2 separate regions of the Mus musculus genome follow, and region 2 is linked to region 1. A link is a contact called in public promoter capture Hi-C data. All regions are on one chromosome and are shown on one strand. Each heading gives the region's core, a stretch centred on a gene start, on an enhancer-like site or on the middle of the called end of the contact. The rest is flanking DNA. Distances are from core to core; before and after follow the strand shown.

What was found. Promoter capture Hi-C pulls out the DNA fragments that hold promoters and counts their contacts.
Region 2: a promoter capture Hi-C map of hippocampal neurons shows a contact between it and region 1, with 3 times the contacts expected there. The contact joins two enhancer-like sites. A contact is called at or near these places in 5 of 39 promoter capture datasets (embryonic stem cells, hippocampal neurons, liver and 2 more) and 1 of 484 Hi-C or Micro-C datasets (cerebral cortex).

What each region holds. Positions count from the first base shown.
Region 1 is chr9:97,448,117-97,451,521 of GRCm38.p6, forward strand. All of the region lies in intron 17 of Clstn2 (calsyntenin 2), which reads right to left. Among named protein-coding and RNA genes, the nearest start is that of Gm25607, 10 kb to the left of the region's middle. Within about 2 kb of position 1,720, at least 9 of the 459 cell types and tissues checked have an H3K27ac peak or open chromatin away from gene starts, as enhancers often do. A contact at or near this core is called in hippocampal neurons, where this site is marked.
Region 2 is chr9:98,242,738-98,246,142 of GRCm38.p6, forward strand. No RefSeq gene overlaps it. Among named protein-coding and RNA genes, the nearest start is that of Nmnat3, 52 kb to the right of the region's middle. Within about 2 kb of position 1,679, at least 4 of the 459 cell types and tissues checked have an H3K27ac peak or open chromatin away from gene starts, as enhancers often do. A contact at or near this core is called in hippocampal neurons, where this site is marked.

The sequences.
Region 1 (3,405 bases), core at 470-2,969:
TTTCTTTTCTGATCTCCCCCACCCATTTTATTCTGCTATAAAAAGGTAGACTCTAATTTCATAGAGATGTGTATTCTCAACGTGGTCTCTGAGCTGGCCTCAGGGTCCCTTTGGAGAACTTAGGGGGCTCAGTGAAAAGAGGCTGTCAGGGGTGACATGTTTCTGAGCAAAACCCGGGGTGGGGGGCTGGGTTTGTAGAACCTCACTATGACTGGTTCTCCTGGCTTATGTTCTATCGGTTCCTCTTCTATGCCCTGCCCTCTGACCTTGACCTTGACCTTGAGATCCTAGTATGAGACTTGACTTAGGTCATAGGCACAATGACTGACAAAATACAAGAAGTTCCAGCTGAAGGCTTATGGTGCTTACAACATAGATCTTATGCCATACGTCAGGAAGGGAAAATGGTGGGAACCCAGTACCTATATGGACTATAGGAATGAGATTCCCACTGTAGATGAAGCTGCAGCTTTGACTTTTCTTTTCCTTTTTCTCTTTCTCCTACTTTTAGCAACACGGGATACTGTCCTTCCAAGAGAAGCAGTCCATTACCCATCTAACTTAGTGTCTGAATTGTGACGGCATTTGCCATTCTCCCTCCTCCAAGTGCCAGCACAGGCTGGCCTCCACAGAGACAGCGCTGAAACCCTGGCCTTCCTAAGCTTTGTTCTCAGAGTGCAGCTTGCTGAAGCCTCACTTGTAGAGTGTGCCTTACTAGTTTCCGGAGTGCTGCTGAGACTGCGGCTGCAGCTGCCCTGCGGATCACCCAGCCAGAGCTCAGTCCTTCATGTGTGAACCTTGCATCAGGCGGGCCAGACCCTGGGCTTTGGCTGGAAGCCCCCTGGACCCACTTAAAGCACTGTTCATAATTTTCCTGGTCTACTTACCTACTCCTTCTTTTTGAGGACTACCTCTGTCTTAGCTTCACCAACTCTCAGCCATCAGGGGGGCTGTAAGCCTCTTGAACCCATTTAAACCACTGTTCATAATTTTCCTGGTCTGCCTGCCTACTGCTTCTATTTGAGGACTACCTCCATCTCAGCTTCACCAACTCTCAGCCATCAGCCAAATTATTTCTCTATAAAGGGAAAGGCTTTCCTCTACACATGACCCGAGCCATGATAACGAAGGAGAATTTCGGAGCATGTTGCTCACTTTCCTGGAGCTCTCTCTGCTCATGGAGGCCCTTCAGCATCCCTAGGATCATCCCTACCATCTGACTTAAACTAGATGACTGCATCTTAAACTTTCCCCCCGGCAGTCCTGCGTGTGGAACCCTCTGACACTACAAGAGCGGAGGAGGCTTCTCTCTAGTTCATCCTCTCTCTCCTGTTCCTTGGCTTAGAATCAAGCACACACGGGTGCTTGGTGAGGACTTGCTGAATTTATGGAACATAGGTGCAAACAGAGACTTCCATCTGCCTAGTGACTCAATGCAATCGCTCTCTGGCATGCTCATGGAGATAACTTCTGTCTCTCTTTGTTACCATGGGACAAAGTCAAGCTTAGCTCCTAATTTGTAGCTCCCGGAAAACACCAGCTTCCCCTTTCCAACCAGTGTCAGAAGGGAGCTAATACAGGGTAAACGTATAAAGTAAAACAAATAAAGACAGGCAAGTGAAGGTCCTGGAGTTGACTTGGAAACTTACACTGCTCATTCCCTTTGCCTCCAGCTGGACAACGGAACGTGGTGACATGAAAATTAAACCGTGCCAAGGGCTTTGGCTTGTCAGCCTCGATAAATGTCTGGCACAGATAGAGAAGCCTGCAACATTGGAACCTGGCTGAGCATATTGCAGGAGGCTTTGGGGATCCTCCAGAGGCCATATGTTCCGTGAACATCACCCACTTTTCTAAAGAGTTAGACTTATTCGCTCACTTTTTTTTGCAAAGCCTATCTGGTTAATTTAAATGGGGAGATGATTAAGAAAAAGCACTCTTTTCTTTGCAGCTAATATTGAGTCATAGAGGCAAGGAGGCTGTTAATTTTGAAGTGTTGCTGGGTAGGGCTTTCTGCTGATTGTGTTGCTATTGATTTGAACAGCCACAAGTCTTTAGGATCATTTTTAGAGCGAAGACATGAACAGGGCTGAAATGAAAATCAGTCCCAGATAATGAACACTCCTGCTTAGAAATCATTATGGACTGAGCCCTGCCAGGAAGGTGCTTAGCCTGGGGAGTTAGCACTTGCCACAGCAGAGGAGGAAGCCCCTGTGCTCAGTGATTACCCAGGTCTCTGGGTCTAGGCATCCAACCCTTAGGAATATTTGTCTGATTTCTTCAATTCAGAAATAACAAGTGGGATTTTGGTTGCTCATTTACCGGTTTCTTTTGCGTTTTCTCCAGTCTCCTGTGAACTTCTAAGAGAGCTTTAATGAAAGAACCCAGAGTTTTCCAGCTGTTCAATTCAAGGCAATGACCACTAGGGAGCTGTTGGGTGTTTTCTTTGGGGTAGAGGGATGGGGGAGGGATGGATGCTTTTTATGTATTGAGGGTGAGAGTCAGCCTCACATGGATCTGCCTAGTGGCTAGCTTTCTAGATGTCTAGCAGGCTAAGTTTTGAGTAGAAAATGAGAAATAAGAGAGTAAAAAGTTTATGACATGAAAATTCAATGAATTCAAGTAGCCCCTTTTTCCCTTCAGTCTCATAGATTAGTTTTACTGGAAAGTAGATGGCGGGACTAACTGGAGTGTTCCTTTGCTTGGGCACTGTATGAATCTGCTTCCATGGCACCAGGCAGGGTTTAGAAGAGTAACATTGAGAACAAATGGCCCTGCACAACCCTAAGGCTTTCTTTCCTCTCTGGATCTCTATAGATGGTTTGCTGATCTCTGGTACACGGGAAGGGGGCGCTGTTTTTCTAACAGTGGTTATCTCCATGGAGACTTGGTGGGTGTCCCTTGAGACAAACTCTCTTGTTAAGGTCAGAAAATTTGGTCTAAACTGTGAGTGGTCAAAATGAATGGTTAATTCAATAAAGTTCTCAGAAAGTTCTGCCACAGCAATCATAGTCCTTTGTACCTGTGTGACTTGGGGCCTTAGTCAGACTTACAGAATTTGCTTAAATCTACTTGAATACACTCAGGATTCCTTGAGACACTTCTTCAGTGGGTTTAATGGCTTTTCTCCACTGGGGAAACTCACTGGCATCCTCCTGCTTCTCCTCCTCCCAACCTTCTGAGTTACCTGAGACTCGCAGCCCACCTATCTTCAAGCTCTGAAGAGCAGACCCAGGTTGTCCATTTGGCAAGAAACGCAATGGACGAATCTATGGCCACACCTGTCAGTTCATTCTCTTCGGGGCGGAATCTGCCTTTCCTTGGTTGCTCACCTCTTCCTAGGGGTCCCATGGTGTCCAGGTCATCTGGGAACTTTGGTTTCAAGATACCATACTCTGGACACTG
Region 2 (3,405 bases), core at 429-2,928, 790 kb after region 1:
ATTGCCCACAGCTTAGGGAATAGAAGAGTGCCTCATTTGCATGGAGAGCCATTTCAGGAATTCCAAGCGTTTGCTGAACAGATTCTAATTGGGAGAAAGGAAGCTGAACCTGTGACCTCACCAAGGCTAAAGTGACATTCTGCAGGTAGAGAATATTGGGGTCAGGCTCCCAAGATCAAGCAGAGAAGAGGAAGTACCCTCATTCCCCCCAAAAAAGGCAGTCTTCCATCTTGTACTGAGCTCAAGAGCTGTCCAGACATGGAGGACTGTGACCTTTAAATAGAAAGATGTAACACAAGCCCTCACTGTTTGTAGGAGGAAAAATTGTTTCCCGTATGTGCCAGGCAAGAAGCGGGATGGCTGAGTCTGGGATGGGGCAGAGTCTGGTTTGGCTCTGAGTGAGTACAGAAAGCATTGAGTGGCTGGAAGAGAGAAGGCCTTCTGTGGAAGATTATGTGCAGCTCTTTATGACAAAGGCCTCCCCCTGTGGCTATCCTTGATGAAGGAGAAGGTCCTTGCTTGTCCAAACTGTTTTATTTGATGGCAGATGCGAATGCATACATCTTACTCAGGGTGAAGCAGGGATTAAATACACTTTGCAGGAAGGAATGCCCAGGAAGGGAAGCTCATTGACTAACCACCTATCTAGATACCTCATTAGCATGGAGAACTCTAGGTTTTTTTGTTACGTGACCAGTTGGCAAGGTCCTCTTGGTGGAGTGTTGTGGTTATGTGTTCCAGGACAGGCAGAACCTGGCTGGGAGCTGATTCCAAGGCCTGGCGTTCTCAGTTATGAGATTTACTGGGGTTTTTGACTTGCTTCAATGTTACCAATTCTTCTGGCTGGTGGCCCCCTCCACTTGCCCTGCACTGTGGCGTGCTATCCAGCATCAAGAAAGAAGGAGCCATTAGTACTCAACACAACACTGACAGCCAAACTCAAAAGTGAGCATGCCAATGAATTCAGCAGCTGGCAAAACATCAACAGTGGCAGAAGTCAGAATGGTAATGGCCTGGGGACACTGGATTCTAGCTGGGAAGTGACACAAAGGAAGTTGGGGCTTAGCTAGAAATGCTCAGTGTCTTGGTCTGGGTGGCCACATGTGGGTGTCCCTCAGTCAGTAGCCTCAACAATGTGCTTACAATTTGTGTCCACTGTACATCTCCACTATAGATTATACCATAACCAGAAAGAAAGCAGATGACCATAAAAAGGAGATTTTTCTCTCTAGCATTTTCACAAGCCCTCCCCATGCTGGCTCCCCTTAACAGCCAAAAGGTCCATCCTATTATCTAACTTATTCTTCTGGTAAGCACCCGAGTCTCTCCCACCTGGCTCTGTTCAGATTGGTCCTTGAAACCATTCCCATCAATAGTCACTGTCTTGAGAGGTCACCTTCCTCCCTAGATGTCTTCGTTATGTGGGGGACTCACAATAAGGACCTGGGCACCAGATTGTTCTTCACAGGAATTTTGTAGGAAGATCACTACTCGAAGTGTGGAGTCCAAGGGAGACTGAAGTCCTCTGATCAGGACATAAATCCACCTACAGATTTAAGGAGGGGCCTTCCTTACTTGTTTGATATCAGAATCAGACAGAAACAGATGGGGAGCAGAATTGCTAATGCTCCATCTGAGGCCTTTGGAGGAGCTTGGCTTCTGTTCCCTGCTCCCTCTGCTGGTTCTGGGGAAAATGCAGCCTGGCCAGTGTCAGTTCCAGATGGAGCAGGCCTACGGGAGGGCACTGCAGACTAGAAAGCCAGGCTACAATATCTGTTTGCTCTGCCATCTCTTCCTAGAGCCCCAGTGACAAAGTTAATCTGATCAGTCTCATTGTAGGAGAGTCAAGAGGCTGAGGGGACCTGGGGATGGTTTTGATTAGAGTGATCACATGAGTGCCACCTCCGCAAACACACTTCCTGTCTAACACACACCACAGAGAGACAGACAGACAGAAAGACGGGCAGACAGACACAAAGAAGAAGACAGAGAGAGAAACAGACAGAGAGAGACACACAGAGAGGCAGAGGTGGAGACAGAGACAGATAAAGGGAGGACGCCTGTTAGACTCAGAATGTTTCCTCACAGAGAAGCTTGCCCAAGTAACATGGAAAACACCCTTGATATCTCTGTCTCAGAAGCCTAAGCACATAAAGAGTGGACAGGTGGGGAAGAGGGGGTCTTTAGGGTCAGGGTTACATGCTGTTTAAAATAGTTAACATCTATTTCCATCTTCAGGAAATCTCATCTCTCCGAAATTCTCAAGACTGTTTTCATCTAGAGATAGCTTGATTTGTGAACCACACCCAAGTGAAGATGGGCGCCTATTCTGTCCAACCTCAGATTTCAGAATTCCCTCCTGTTTCATTAAAACCACTTGCAGGGTAATTATAGCTTGCTGCCCACTGACCCTTGGGAACAGGAGCTCAAGAAACCAGGAATGGAATGAATTCTCAGTAGACTCTGCAGCGCTTTCTCAATAATCCCTATTTAAAGCCCTAAAGAGTACCCCAAAAGCTACAGTATTATCAAAAATATACCTGTCTTATTATTTTTCCAATTTCAAGTCTGGTTTGGATTTTGGTAAAAAATTCACTTCAATGTCCTCAACGAATGTTTGAATTTAATAAGGAAACAACCGTGTGGATCCAGCACAAACCCCACCTCTGCTGGGCTCTGTCTGGGCCAACAGCCAGGGTTTCTGGCATCTTCAGTGTTTGTTCAAAACTTCTCCAGAATGCATTTATTCAGATCCACAGGACCTGGTAAGATGAAATGTAAACATCACAATAGCCTGGACCTTGAGGCAGGAGATTTGGAAACATCTGGTTGATTGTTTAGTGTTATCCAAACAATAATCCCTGCCATTTGTTTCTAAGAGCAAGGTTTCAGACCGAATGCAATTTGCACTCATGTGATAGATGAGAGTGACATGTGTCCCAGTGGTCTTTCCTGGGCCATCTAAGATCCCCTTCCTGGTTCTACTCCATGCCACCTCTCAAGTTCAAGGAAGCAGCTTGTAGCTGTGACATGTAAGAAAGCTGCGCTAATATTTTCAAAATAAAAAAAATCTATTACTCAGATAGCAATTTGTAGGATCAGGTTCTGTTGAAAAGGGACCCCCAGGAACCCACTATTCCTGGGGTCCCCAGTTTCCCTCCACATACACTGACATGCCTGATTTACTGGCACAACTGTGGCTCTTCCTGTTTACCTTGTCCACCTGGTAAGGGACAAGGACTTGATGCTAGAAATGTTGCTATGAGACCCAGGAACAGGACCAGAACTACTAATGGAAGATGGAGGAGGAGACTTGGGCTGAGAATCTTCTGAGGGAAGAACTATGGGGGTGGGCAGTGGGAAGTGGGTGGTAGCAGACAGATAGAGAGTCAGTTAATCAGGTAG